2 separate regions of the Anas platyrhynchos genome follow, and region 2 is linked to region 1. The links are chromatin contacts, called in public Hi-C maps. All regions are on one chromosome and are shown on one strand. The core of a region is the stretch at or near the end of the contact, and the rest is flanking DNA. Distances in the headings are between cores, read along the strand shown.

Region 1 (7,141 bases), core at 1,870-4,369:
AAACCTAAGCTTCTCTGACCACTTTACAAAACTAAGAGGTGCTACCAGTGACACTTGAGAAAAAGCCATGTTTGTGCAGCTGTCCTTCAAGTTCATCCTCAATTCTTACTCTCAGCTGGAGGCAAAAGTGTTGGAATCACACCATAAAGCAGATTAGAAAGCACCTCTGGAGGCCATGTGGTCCAAGCTCCACAACTCAAAGCAGGACCGATACCAGACCTTTGCTTACCTTCTTCATCCACTGCTTTTCTGTGCTCTGCCACTCAGCCAGACAACAGCAAGCAGCTGAAACAGAAGGGATCCCTGGACAGGGGCCCTGCAAAGCATCCCAGACAATGCCAAAGTGTCTCGTATAGCCCTCAGCACCTGCAGAAGCAGGCAGTTACAGCCTGGTTTTGGCTGGGCTCCATGTGACAGAGTATATCCAGGCGAGGCCTCCCTTGAGAGCAGCCCAGGTGCTCCCCATGCCTTTTAACAGCCTTTTCTTGTTTTGTAGGGCTCTACAAAAATAACATTTCACTCCTCCCAATCAACTTTTTACACCTACAGCTATTTCCATAGCTCCTCCCCAAAGCTAAGGAAAATTAGAAGTCTTCTTTAATACAAACTAAGCTTCCCTCCCTTAGGGCCAGGAAAGGAAATGTTTACAGCTTGGCCCAATATGCCTTACCCCTGATTATGTTCCTGCTGAAGCCTGCGTTTATGGGAAAAGTGGAGCTTAACAGTTCTGGTGCACCCACAAGAGACAAAACTGAATTAAGTGCAGAACGTAAAATGTACAAAAATTAGAAACATATGGGGTTTTTCAAGAGGAAGGCGCAGAAAAACATTACAAAGTAGATTGAGATCTAGGAAAAAAAAAACATCAAAGACAAGGAACAAAACAGTAACGTGAGGAAGAGTAACAGAGATGGGACCCAGAGCTCTGGGAACGCACCCAGCAAACCCTCAGTATTTTGGGGCACTGCCTCCTCCCAGCGCGCGGTGCCAAACACCCTGCGAGGAAAGGAAGCCTCACCTTTGAGGACAACGCTGCCCTTGCCGTTGGGACAGACTCTGACAACTTTGGGCATCTCTGCCACCAGCTCCATGGTGGATCGGAAGCCCAGGTCGCGCAGGGGGAGAGGCCTGCCCACCATGGCCGCGTACTCCTGCTCCAGCTGCTCAGGGCTCAAGCCCTGCTTGGTAGCCATCAGGAGCGACCTCACCTCCTTCTGCAGCACCTCCATGAGCCACCCCTGCTCACACTGGGAGACAAAAACAAGCAGAAAACGCCTCACAGCACGGGGACAGCGGCTGCCCAGAGGCAGGGAAGAGCCTTTTTTTACCACCTCACACCCGCGGGGCGGCGGTACAAGCTCCGCTCCCTCTGCCCGCTCCACCACCCCTGCTAACCCCGCGACGCCGCCGCCGCCTCGCTCCCACTGCGCCTGCGCGCTCCCTTTCCCGCCCTTCGGCGGCGCGAGGGCGGGGCCGCTCTGGGCTGAGGGGCGGCGGCCGCCATTTTCCTCGGCGCCGCTCTGTGTGGGGGGGTGTCCCTCCCTCAGCCTCCGCCAGGAGGAGCGGAGGGGTTAGGTGCGCGTGGCTTCTGACAGGAAAAGTCAGAGCTGCGGACTAAAAAGTTCCAATTTCTTGAAGAAAACAATATTTAAACTCTAATGACAATATTATTAAGGGTGGCCTTGCGCATTTTAGTCCTGTGTGAGAGGAGAATATGTGGTGGAGTGCCTTTCCCAAGGCTAACGCGTCATGAATTGTATTGCAGTAACTGTTTTCGAGGTTACTTAAGAAACTTGCTTGAGGATCTGTTTGGTTTCCACACAGGGATATATTTCAGGGTGGCAATGGGGACTAAAAATAGAGGTTTCAGGATAATACTCTGCAAACCCACCTCAGCACATGCCCTCAAAGTACCTCCTCGGTCCTGAGGTAGCACCCCAAAGTGCCCCACAGGGACTGAGGATTTAGGAGTCATTGGCTGAAAGAACGTCAGACACAACTAGAAAGCTGCAGGGCTTTTTAAGATTTAAAGAGCCTTGCGGAGCTTTTGGAAGTAAATGGGCCAGAGTTTGTGCTGCCTGGCCAAAACCAAGCTTGAGACATTGTTCACTGCTTCTTAAACCACCTGCACTTCCAGCAGCTGAAGACTGTCTCCACCTCTCTGAGTGTTAAAAGTAAAACAAGTCTCTGGAGCATCTCCAAAGCAAATACAGGCAGTATGAATTTATTAATTACAGCCTATTTGCACCCAGCTTTTCTCACCATCCATTAGCCCTCCACATTCATCACTCCCCCAGTGACCTGCTGATGAGGCACAAAGCATGACAGAGCAGAGAAAGCGACGAGCTGGCACTCCTGCCATCCCTGGCTCTGATATCCTGACTCTGGGCAGGCCAAAAGCCTCCAATAAGACAGGAATCTGTGAAAAAACAAGAGCAACACCTCCCCGACTGTCTTCCGGGCTCCCTCCAGCAGCTCCTCCGCATAACATACCTCCCTGCCAGAGGCCAAGTGGGAAACCCTGAGCTCAGCACTGCCTGCCTGACAGGGAAGTCATGGCTTTTATGTTCCAGCCTTGTCTTGCTGTAGTGTGATTTCCAGTCAGGTGCTGATTTCTTTAATACAGTCAGTGACATAGTGTGATCTGTAGCACTTTAGAAGTGTTTCTTGCAAGGTTTCCACAGATGCCACCACAGCCTGTGCTGTGCTGTGGCAGCTCTCTCTGACAGAAAAAGCTCCCGTGTTTGTGCTGCCTCACTCCTGCTGTGGAAAACTATGGAGGCATTTTACACACAAACTTTTCTGGCCATTTAGAAGAGAGATTCATTGACCCTATCCTAGCAATGACTTCCCTGCTTGTCACCCATTCTGGAAAGTTTGGGGCTGAACTGGGAACAGCTAGTTTGGCTCCCTGCTAAAAGGTGCAGCAACCCAAGAGAAATTTTGCAGTCAATATCGCACCACTGTGACTGCCAGGTTTTTTAAGGAACAGACTTAATAGCATGAGATGCTATTCACCTAGCTGTTCTCTGCAACAGCCCTCCCAAACACTCAGATAAGCCACAGATCTCACCAGTATGTTTTTTTTTTTTTTTTTTTTTTTTTTTTTTTACCCTGGTGTTTATTGTACCAGTCACATCTCAGGTCTTCAGAGCCAAATATCTGCCAGTTACTTTTAGGTTGCTTTTCAACAACTTTGTAAAAACCATCTGCTAAAAATCACAAGGGCTTTTGATCATACTTTATTTCCAAGGGCAGGAAGATACAAACAGAAAGCTACCCTGGAGTCCACCTTGTCCAGGTCTAACTTTCCTTCCCATCTCCACAGCAGTGTGAGATGAGAGCAGAGCAGCTGGGAAACAGCTTGTTCACTTCACTGCCCATTATGTCTGACAAGCCTGTGATAAACTTGGAACAAGCCTCCTTGATCTGACACCTCCCCTTCTTCCCTCCCTTGCCTGCAGCAATAAATTCAAGCACAAATTCATCCTACTCCCACAGGAAGCTGCATGCTCCTCAATACAGAGAATCAGATGAGGATGGATGAGAGGTCTCGGAGCTCTTCCAGGGAGTCTCGTAAGAGAAACAGAGAGCCCCTGGCTACACGGAAGAAACGAGAGAAGAGGGAGAGCAGCAGAGAAGCCAACAAAGAAACAGGAGATGTAGAACAGGAGAAAAAAAAGGAGATCAAGAGCATTGCAGGGACTGATGGTCGGGTGCACACATCCACGGTGGTGGATGTGGATGATGTGATATCTGATGAAGAAATGGAGGCAATGATGTTGCTGGACAGCGAGCGTCATGAAGAAGGTATGGCTTATAGAAGGGAAGGGGCAGAAAACTGTGTGGGTCACAGTGTGACTTTGCTTTCTGCACAGTGAGTGTTGCCACGCTCACCTTGCACGGCTGTGTAGTTATTCTCAAGATGGATAGCCAGCCAGCCTCCCAGCCAACTTCTACAGTCAGTACAGGAAGATCAGCACTGCCTAGCAAAGCAATGAACTTTGCAACCAGCACTTACATCCCCAGAATCCATTTTGCTTCAGCTCACTAATCCCCAATTCTATTCTTGTTCATAATTTTCTGGCTTGCCCTTCTTTAGGTGGACACGGATAGCTTTACAGCAGAGTTCTTAGGGCCATGAACTTATAGCTCCCTTCTAGATAACCCTTGAGAACAGCTCCTCTTCTCTGGAATGGGACTAAAATTGTCCTCAGGATATTTTGGATGCCCCTGATAGAGAGGGGTACTTACAGGCTGTGTGTGTTGAAAGCTACCTCTTATTTGCAATCCTTCTCTTTGTCATTAGCTTGTCTTTCTAAATATGCTTCTGGGATCCCAGCTCAGCCAGCAAGTTGCCCATTCTGAGCCTTCCAACACTGCTTGGTAGCCACAGGCCTTCAAGCTGAAAAGTGCTCTTTAGTAAAGGCACCGTGGGGAAGTGTGGCTCCATTGCTGTCAGTAATGCAGAGATAAAATTTGTCAGTCTGTCCTGGCAGCTCTTGGCCCCCTGAGACAGGAACTGTTTTTTAAACACAGATCCAGAGAGTGCCAAATGGTTCAAACATGCCAGGTCTAGGCAAAGGATGACACTGACATTTATCTGTGCAGGCAGTTGCCAGGCTATCAGTATTCTGGGAACTGTCCTCTCCTAACTCAACCATGTTGGATTTGATTTCTCCCTAGGTATAAAGTCACCAGGTCTCGGCATCTGCGAGTGGCTGCTGACTATCTTGTCTTTCCTGTTCATCGTAATGACCTTCCCCATTTCTGTCTGGTTCTGCATGAAGGTGAGAACAGGCACAGTGCCTCTTTACATGTGGTATTCAGTGCCTGGTGTGGATGTGCCCCGCTGGTACATATTGGCATAAAGCTTTGGCTTAAGTTCCTGTTTTTAAACAAATTGCAGGTCTGTTCACTTTTAAACACAACCTTCAGCCTACCCAGTTCAGAGATGGCTGCATTGCAGCAGCAGGGTAAATAGGTTTTGCATTACAATTTTAGAGAGATTGATCTCCCAGTTAATAGCAGATTTCCCCTCTTCCTCCAGTTTTCTCAGATTTATAGCATGGCAACAAGTAGACGTATTTTTATTACTGCTTCTCAGGAAATGGAAAATTTAAGCTCAGGGTGTTCAAGTTCAGCCAGCCTAGAAGGAAGCAGAGTGCTGGCCTCATCCTGGGAAATCCTGGGAAGCTCTAGCACAGGCTGCCTGCTCCTACCAAATCTCAGGCTGCTCCTCCACTGCTTGTGCATGAGCCAAGCAGCAGTTTTGGGCCAGGCTCTCCGCTGGGGTAAAGGGACTTGGTGACAGGAGACTCCAGCAGCTCTCAGCCTGCTGAAACCCTCCCTTTGCAGGGCTTTACCAGAGCACACGTCTTCCCACACAGACTGTTCAGACTTCTTTTGCCAATCCTTTGCCTTCCCCTCCAGCCTAGCTTTTGTCTCCCTCTGCAGGTAGTGCGGGAGTACGAGAGAGCCATCGTTTTCCGCCTTGGGCGTCTCCTTCCTGGCAGAGCCAGAGGACCTGGTAAGTAAGATGCTCATTGAGCTGCCCCCAGCCATGTCACTCCTCTTCATCATGCTTTACCAAAGCTCACTTGGTGTGCCTTCCAAACAGGTACAACTGGACAGTAAACAGTATGTCTTTGGTCCTTCTTCTTGGGTTCAGTAGTTTCTAACAGCTTTTCCCAGTACAGAAACAGCCTCACAATTGGAGCCCATATATTGCTGGTCTTCTGTAGTTCTGCATGCTGACCCTTCCCCAGCTCCCCAGAGTAGAGGAGGCAATTTCTGTGGTTCTGATGATCACCAGCTGCCTTTCTTTTCCTCCACAGGCCTTTTCTTTTTTCTTCCCTGCCTGGACACATATCACAAGGTGGACCTCCGCCTCAAAACCCTAGAGATCCCCTTCCACCAGGTATGACTGCCACCCCTTCTCTGTATTAATTCTTGGGTCTCTTTATCATTGTGACAGTTCCAATTTTGCATTGCTATTAAGAAAGTGATGGCTTCAGATAGCGATCCTGGAGCCAGGTCACGAAGGACCAATCCCTTGGCCATAAGGTTCTGCTTAACACTGCCCGTGCTTCAGATCTCACTGCAGATCTTCCACTAGGCCTTCTTTGCAAAGCCCTAGCTCCTGGAATCCAGTGAGTGAATGAGAAGTCCCCCTTAACTCCCTGCTGCTATACTTCCAGCCTTCATGGCTGCATGGAGAAGTTTGAAAAAGTGTCTCAAAGTAACCCTAACACTTCAGAAAATGGAAAGCCAAAAATTCACCATAGTATTTGTTTTTATTTATTTTTATTTATGTTTTAAAACCACTGCGTTACAAATTTAGAGATTCAATCCCATTCAATTTCACAAGCTTTAGTGGTAACATATACCAATAGGAAGTGGCTGGGCCAAAGCTATTGGACCTTTTTTTTTTTTTTTTTTTTAACCCACCACACTGAGGGGTACATACAGCAGGGACAGAAGCACAGACTTTACAGCCTTACAGGGGTGTTCCTCAATGAGGCTACTCTCTTCCTGTACAAGCCTGAAAAGGAGAAAGGGCAGAATCCTTGCTGCTAACCCTGGAAGCTGCAACCTCCCTAGCCACAGTCCCCCAGGCTTAAGCTCTAATAGCCCCTCTTTTCCTTCTAGGACCTGTTCTCTGTGCCGTTGCCTTTATCTGGTACCCACGCTGTACAGCAAATCCTTGTGGTGATGGTACTGAGCAGCACTGAGCACACACCACAGAACAGGACTGGACTAGGCAGCAGTGGGCAGGGAATCACAGAGTAGGACGTTCACCTGCTCACAGTTCCTAACTCAGTACCCAAACTGAGGAGGCAGACACGGTGATGCTCTGCAGGGAACTGAGATTTGGAGGTTATATAGTTTCCCCCCAAGGTCAGAAAGTAGTAGAGGTGGAAATGACAAAGATTTAACCATCCAGCTAGTCTCCCTCATTCCCCGAGTCATGCATTTTTCTCTGCTACCTTAAAGTTGTCAGAACCAGCTCTATCTCCCCTAACATCTTTTTAGGTGGTGACTAAAGACATGGTTACCTTGGAGATAGATGCTGTCTGCTACTACCGTTTGGAGAATGCCTCTCTTCTCCTCACCACCCTGACCGGCGTCTCCAGTGCCA
Region 2 (7,141 bases), core at 1,250-3,749, 130 kb after region 1:
CTTGCTGTTTTGGGAAGACAGCTGGTTACACAGGCATGGGTGGTTGTTCATCAGGGTCATTTCCAAGGGGACACAAAAATAACTGGCACAAACAAGGGAGCAGGAGACGGGGATGAGTCAGACCGGCAGCACGCAGAGCTGCCATGAGCTCTCTGGGCGTTACTTGCTCGCTGTTCGGGTGTGAGTTCGGTTTAGCAATTGTGCCATAGCTCCAGGAGAAAAGATTTTGTGGCTGACTCTGGGATGGGCGTGCTGTGATGCGCTGTGTCACATTCCTCACCTACAGTAAAGAGTTTCGCTGGTGATTTTTACATCAGCGCATCTCTGTACACCAGTACATAAACAGGGACAGGGGGGACTCCATGAAAACAGGCAGGAAAATGGTTCAGATCAGCAGAGAATCACCACAAAATCATGTAGGAGAGCTGTGGTACAACTCGTTACCACCACTGACCTCTCCACCACCAACCAATTTTTCTCTAAACAGCTGTAAAACCCCCTCTGTATGGGGAAGCAGCGAGCAGTCCCTAAGACTGGCTGCTCTTGCTTTAGCAGGGTGCAAGGATCCCAGGCAAAGCTTGGCTGAAATTTTGGAAGCAGGCAGTAGAGGAAAGGCACACTTGAACCCTCCGGAGGAAAACTAGTCAGCACTGACATGCCAAGTACACAAACTCAGCTGTGTGGGGGAGACGAAAAGTGGATAAGTGCCTTTTATCTTGCATTTTACCCCGAGGTATACCCACTGCTGGCTTACTGTAAGAAACTATTGCTTACACGAGTTATCCAGCATCAGAACAAGTCCTCCCACAACTTACCCTAACCAAAACAAAGCTGAGACGCATTATTTCCAACGTGGAAAGTTTTCAAGGTTATCCCAAGTGCTCAGAAAAATGAAGTGGACGCTTAAATGCAATTCACTCATTCAGGTGGATGGGGAGCAGGATTGCAGCACCACCAGGGCATGGAGTGGAGCAGATCTCCATCTACAGGTGGCTATAAATATTGCAAATCTGCATGAATAAGATACTCGTACTGATTAGCATAATTGCCCCCTCCAATTTAATAATCCTTGAGGCTAAACCCTTAACACTAGTTGCTGTAATTCAACTAAACCAGAACTAAAATCAGTGCACATAAAAAACATCCAAAACCAAAAGCACTGCAGCTACAGAAAAATGAAATTGCCACCAATCTTTCTGAAAACCATCGGAAGCATCTGAATTGAAGCCCTTATGTGGATTTATGAGAAAAAAATACATCACAGTTGTGACATTCAAGCCCTGCCCTCCTGGGATAAATGTTTTAGCTGAAAAGAGCTGATCAAATGGGCTGGTCTTTACTACAAAAAGCAGATGCTTCAATGTTCCAAAGAAAAAAAAAAAGAAAAAGCAGATTCGGAAAGATGAAATGACTGACAGTCCCACAACAGCTCCAGGGAGCTACAGCACAGTTCCTGGGGTGTCAGCTCACGTAAGTGTAGCACATTGCGAGAGCTAGAGAGGAAAATGAAAGTCGTTTTTCAGTAACCTGCCAACTACATCCTGATGACCAGGCTGAGGTTAACAAGGAACTGAAGGAAAAAAAAAGTAACATAAAAAAAATCCAGAATCCTTAATAATTCAAACCCCTTTGCAGGACCTCAGGCAAGAAATTATGCCCAAGGACTAGATAGGAAGGTGCAGAAGGGCGGAAGAGACCCTGGTGCTCTGCAAGGGAAGAACTCACTCATACCTGGCTAGGAAGGACAGGCTGGGAAGCACAGCAGACAGGCAGTGCCCTAGTGCAGCTTGCTGGGACTACATCTCTATTTTTTTTTTCCTTCCTCTGCTGAATCTCAAGCTCTTGCTATAGTATTTGCTGGTCTTCAGCTGGCAGTCTCACAGGAAGCTGCAGGGGGCTGCGCAGCCCCAGACATAATGTAACAGTTATTCCAGAGCAGTCCTGGCGAACAGCATCCATCTGATTAAAAATCCATGATCTCGGGTCAGGTTGGGTCTGACTGCAGGTATCATCTAAAGAGAAAGAAAAATCAGTACTGCAAAAAATGTGGAGATGCCTGGCTTATTCAGCACCTCTGACAACTCGGTACAAGCAGACAGAGGGCACCTTGCAGTCTGGGATTTTAAGCTACAGCTGTATCAGCTCAACGGGGAAACGCTGTGCATCCACCCTTTTACGGTTTTTCTCAGTTTCCACACAGTAATTCCTGCTACGCTTCCACAGATGAACTCTGACAGAAGGCAGCAGGAGGAGAGCCTCTCCAGCAGCTCAGCATAATGCAGACAAGGATTAGATCAGCAAATAAAATAAAGATGTGGAATAAAGGAGATTGGGGGATCTCTCTCCCTCTTTTTCTCCCACCAAGTTCTACCCCCAGTCTCCTAAAAATATTGAGGCTGCAAAGAAAAAACAGAGCACTAATGCCACACACGCCACAAACTTCTTTTCCTTTCTACTTTTTAGAATCAAAAAATTGTAGGGAAATAATCTGAAGGAAATTCAGGAAGAGAGCTGGTTTTCAAAACCACGTTCTTTTCCACTGGCTTGAAGCTGTTTCTGTGTATTCTGTAAAGCCAATGTTCATTTTATAATCAGAAACATTTCAAACTTTATGGTTACATAAACTCTCACCCTGTTACGCAGCAGGGTGTTTCCACCCGAGAAATCAGTTCAAGAAAAATCAGAGCTCCTGGCCACGTACCGACACCATTCTGATGGTGCAGGCCAGGTCAGAGCGTTCCCACATTTCCATGACCACGGTGACTCGGTGGTTTCACGGTGTGCCGGTCCCCAGAGCCACATGAGGCCGGCAGCTCGTCCCGAAGTCATCTCAAGGCCACAGCAGCAACCAGCGGCTTCCTTTGCTTCCAGATGCCTGACGTTCAGTGCTGCGAGAGTCACCTTGACCTCTGAAAAGCTCAGTGCAGCAGGTTATTGCAAAAACAAGCTCCGATCCAGCAAGATGAGATCTTCATGCTCTGTGGGAACAGGTCTTTGATGGCTGTGTATTTGCCGTGTCTTATAATAAGGCTTCAATAAAAGCTTAGAAAAGCCAACCACAAACACTTGCCAATTTATATACATACCTTTTGCCAAGTGAATACACCGTACAACGAGCCAGCCTACTGGGACACAAGCAAGAAATCAGCCTAGGTGTTTGGCAGATGCAGGGCCCTGGGATGCACACTACAAAGCCAAATAGATTTGCTCTCTGGAGACCATTTAAGCCTGGCTGTGTTTTGTTAGCATCACTTTGGTACACTCTTCTTGAGCACATCCTGCCTTACCAGCAAAGCTCTCGCAACCAAGCTGCGCATTTGATCCCGTTCTTGAAAATAAATACATCCCTGGAACAAATGCCATCGGTAAGCATCAGTGAAGGAATAACTGGGAAACACCAGTAGCAAAACGATTCAAACGTTCAATCCAGTAAATGTAGGAAATGGGGAGAGGGGGAAGGCATGGAGAGAAACTTAAACAATCCATCAGCGTTGCTTTATTAAAATCTTTATTCACACAATGTTGCTTTATGTGGGATTTGACCCTGGGGGATACAAGTAGAAAGTCATGATTGCATTCCGTTTTCTTATTAGCAACCTTCATTTGTGCAGCTGCTCCCAGGGGCAATCCTCTGACAGCTCCAACAGGGGTGTCTGTTTCAAGCATCTTGCTCCAGCTGCCGCAGCAAATAAATTACCTTCTTAATAAATTATTATTTTGCAGTTGAAGTTTGTTTGGCAAGACACACTCCAGTTCATTAGCTGCTGGAAGAGGAGCTGATTTCGGTGTTTCCTCCAGCCCGACTGCTGCCTTCGGAAGGAGGAGATAAATAGCAGATGGCTGATGATGCTCTCTTTTTAATTAGTTCTTGATTTCTGTGCTTCAAGCGCTCTGATATTACTAATATCCACAACATAACCATTTTGTAACATCTGGAGCCAGCGAATTACAGTGTGCACAGTGAACAAGAATTAGAAGTGTCATGAAAACCTCATCAACAGACAGCATAGCACCTGCCTCACAAACAACAACATTTTTTAGAGGTTCAAGCAGACTCCGTTTTGCATCTGGATGTTGCTTCTTATTTCCTTTGCAATGGTTACGACTGACTTTAAAATTCTCAGGGTTCCATATTAAAGCGAAACAACAATCTCTGCCAAAACATCAATGATTACAATGCCAAAATTGGATCTTCCTGATTCTGGGTAAGAGAGGAATTGATTCTTTTTTCCTGCTGCAGGACACCAAGCTCCAGTGACCACAAGAGTCAATATGACCAAAATAAAACAAAAAGAAAAGAAGGAAAAAAGCACCTATTTCCTGCTTCCTCCTAAATGATGATGCTTGACTTCATGCCCTTTGTTTACAACTAAACCAGTACAGTACTTTAATTCTTTGACATTCATACTGAAGGAAAACTTATCCCCAGATCGGATCTGACTGCAAGATTCAGCTTAAAAGCTCATAAACAAGCAAAGCATAAGCCTTGAACATGAATTTCATTTCATAAAGACAGAGGGTTTTTTAGAATTTGTTACTGAGTCAAATGCGAATCATCAGCAGTGCTGAAATACAAATCTGATCTTCAAATTTCCACAGAGACTTCCCAAAATATTAAGTGCTCATGATTTTGCTCAGAGAAAAAAAAAAAAAAATACTTCAAGCCGCTCTCATGTGCTTCAGTCTCCCCTCTCACGTAAATCACCTTGAACTTTTTGGGAAACAAATTTATGCCAAAATGGCTTAGTGTGGACCTATTCTGCTTCAGAACAAAAGCATTCACTCACCTCCTGCTACTCACAGTACCTCCCAGCCAGTGAGATGTGGCTGCAGGCTACACAATGTGTCAGCCCAGGGCACTTGGTGCTGCACTAAGGGCACCCACCAGGCACCATCCACACGGGCTAAACGCACCAAGGACCAGGGCTTCCTTAAGCTTCTGTTATATTACCCAGTACAGCCACAGAGGCACCAGCTTAACACCAGTGTCCAAAAAGCTGTCTGTGCATTGGTCCTGACTAGCAACACCAATAAATAACTCTGGCTCCAGTCCTGACTGTGGAGTGAGTCTGTGATGTAGCCAAGTCCAAAAGACATCTAGAAGAACATAAAAGCCCATTTCAGGAGAACAGCTGCATTCTACTTTCAAGATATTCTGCTCAGAAAATGACAAAAAGACATCAACAAAATAAAACTACATTTTAAAATAACCTCTTTCACTCACACCTCTTTGATCAGGTATGGCAGCAGCTGCAAGCACCAGTAAACAGCTCTTCATTTCGTCTGCCTGCCACACTGCTGCAGAGGTGGAAAGATTTTGACAGACACGTCAAGGAAAAGGGCTTAAACTGACATTTTGCTGCTCTGGCTCACAAGTCCAATAAGATATAATCACTTTGGGAAGTGATATGTTCCCTTACTTATAAGGACCATACTGTGTGAACTGAAAATTGATGTAAAGTCTTTAAAATTGGAAACCTGCTGAAGAAAGTGCTTCCCCTTCTGGAGACAGATTCAGACCTACCACGAATGTGACAAGTTTCACGGCCACAAGCTTGTCTGCAGTGCAGACTGACGCAGTGCTGAAGGATGACAGAATTAGCACAGACGAGTGCTGTGAGGCCACCCCAAAAGGCCAACTTGCACAGATCTTTCCTCACCTTATGGCGAAGCCATTAGGAGTGAAGACACCAGGATGAACACCCAGCTCCATCAGAGCATCCCAGTGGGGGCTGCAGGAAGCAGCAAGGCAGAAAAACTTACTGGAAATGCTCACAGCCGCAAGACAGGTCAGGCAGAAGGTCGGACTGAAAAACTGCTGGCATTCCACGCAACGGCAGCACTGAGCTGTGACTGTAGCATCAAGCAGCATGAAGCTCTCTCTGTGGGAGATGATGAGGAAAGAGCACAGCTCAGGGTTCTCTCCACTCTTCAGGGCCTTGTCCACAGCTGTTGGTTACTGGGGAAGTCCAGCAACACGTCCAGATTCTCCAAATTAAAAGGGGCATACAGTAAGCAGCAGGACCTCGCTAAATGGAACCTGTTTCCAAGGACAGATTCTGTCCTCCTCCTCAGCTACAACATAACAAAAATTTGGTTAACACAGACACAGGACTGCAAAGAGAGTTCCTCAACTCAGACCAGGTTCCCTACTAACGGAAAAGAGTGACAGGACATGTGGAAACTTACTTTAACCCCTTAACTATCAAGTGCTATATAACCACCCTGTCCTCCTTTAAATCTTCAACCCTGTGGATAAATCTTTGATAGGACTTCAGTGATAACACTAAACCTTTATCACAAGTGAGGCAGCCCCCTTTCTCAGCTTTTTATTGAGGAGAGGGCAGCTGAGCAGCAAAGGTCCCCTCTCCCACCCCTAATGGCATTCAGAAGAACATCCCACCCCCCGGGGTGGGGGTGCAACTCTTCAGTCTAGTAATTATTTTATTCACCACTTCCTCATTCTCTAAAGAAGCAGTAAAATGCCTAACCAGCTCACAGCTGATTACATACAACCCTGAATCAGACAAAACTCACACAACCGTATGTGGGGAAGAGAAGGGGAGAGGACCGTACTGTTCACCTCCATTTCACCCCTCTAGAACCAGTCCACAACTTAGTGTCTGTATTCCACATGCTTCCACCAACACCAGGAGCCATTTTCATCCAGTGCAACGTCCACTGCCGGCAATGGACACACCGCGATGGCCGAGATGCCACTACAGGTACCGAGCCATCCAAGGCTCAAACTTCCCACCTCTCACTGCTGTCAGCCCACGGTAAAAGCCAGCGTCACCTCTGTTTCTCTGGCTCGGAAGCTTCCTGTTCATTTCAGTCCATCGTGGCCACAGCCTGTCAGAACTGATTGTGCTGTTTTTCTATCGCTTTTTTTTTGTTTGTTTGTTTTTTTAAAAAAAGGAGTTTCATCTGTGTTCCACTACAATTACAAATGAGACAGTGTCATCCTGTCTTCCACCAGCACAACATCTGGCCCAAACTGGTCTGTGCACTGCTTCACTGTAGCCAGAATGCTGAGAAGCCGCTGGTCTAGGGCATCCAGATGAGGGTCAGAAAGCACTGGTGAGATGGGGTCATGCGACATGGCAGTTTTTAAGGCAGACTTCAGTACTCCATTCTTCAG

The links. A called contact is a pair of places that touch in the nucleus more often than the background predicts.
Region 2: a Hi-C map of subcutaneous adipose tissue shows a contact between it and region 1, with 2.1 times the contacts expected there. The contact joins the promoter of TOR3A here to the promoter of NPHS2 in region 1. A contact is called at or near these places in 2 of 8 Hi-C or Micro-C datasets (F5 follicle and subcutaneous adipose tissue).

The regions. Positions count from the first base shown.
Region 1 is chr8:18,724,048-18,731,188 of IASCAAS_PekinDuck_T2T, forward strand. It overlaps NPHS2 (NPHS2 stomatin family member, podocin), which reads left to right and starts at 3,120. Exons shown (of 10, transcript XR_011810974.1): 1 at 3,120-3,810; 2 at 4,687-4,790; 3 at 5,458-5,530; 4 at 5,838-5,920; 5 at 7,036-7,141. It overlaps TDRD5 (tudor domain containing 5), which reads right to left and starts at 1,366. Exons shown (of 11, transcript XM_072041760.1): 1 at 1,019-1,366. The coding sequence starts at 1,229.
Region 2 is chr8:18,858,995-18,866,135 of IASCAAS_PekinDuck_T2T, forward strand. It overlaps TOR3A (torsin family 3 member A), which reads right to left and starts at 2,500. Exons shown (of 6, transcript XM_021272304.4): 1 at 1-2,500. It overlaps FAM20B (FAM20B glycosaminoglycan xylosylkinase), which reads right to left. Exons shown (of 8, transcript XM_038183030.2): 8 at 3,492-7,141. The coding sequence ends at 6,944.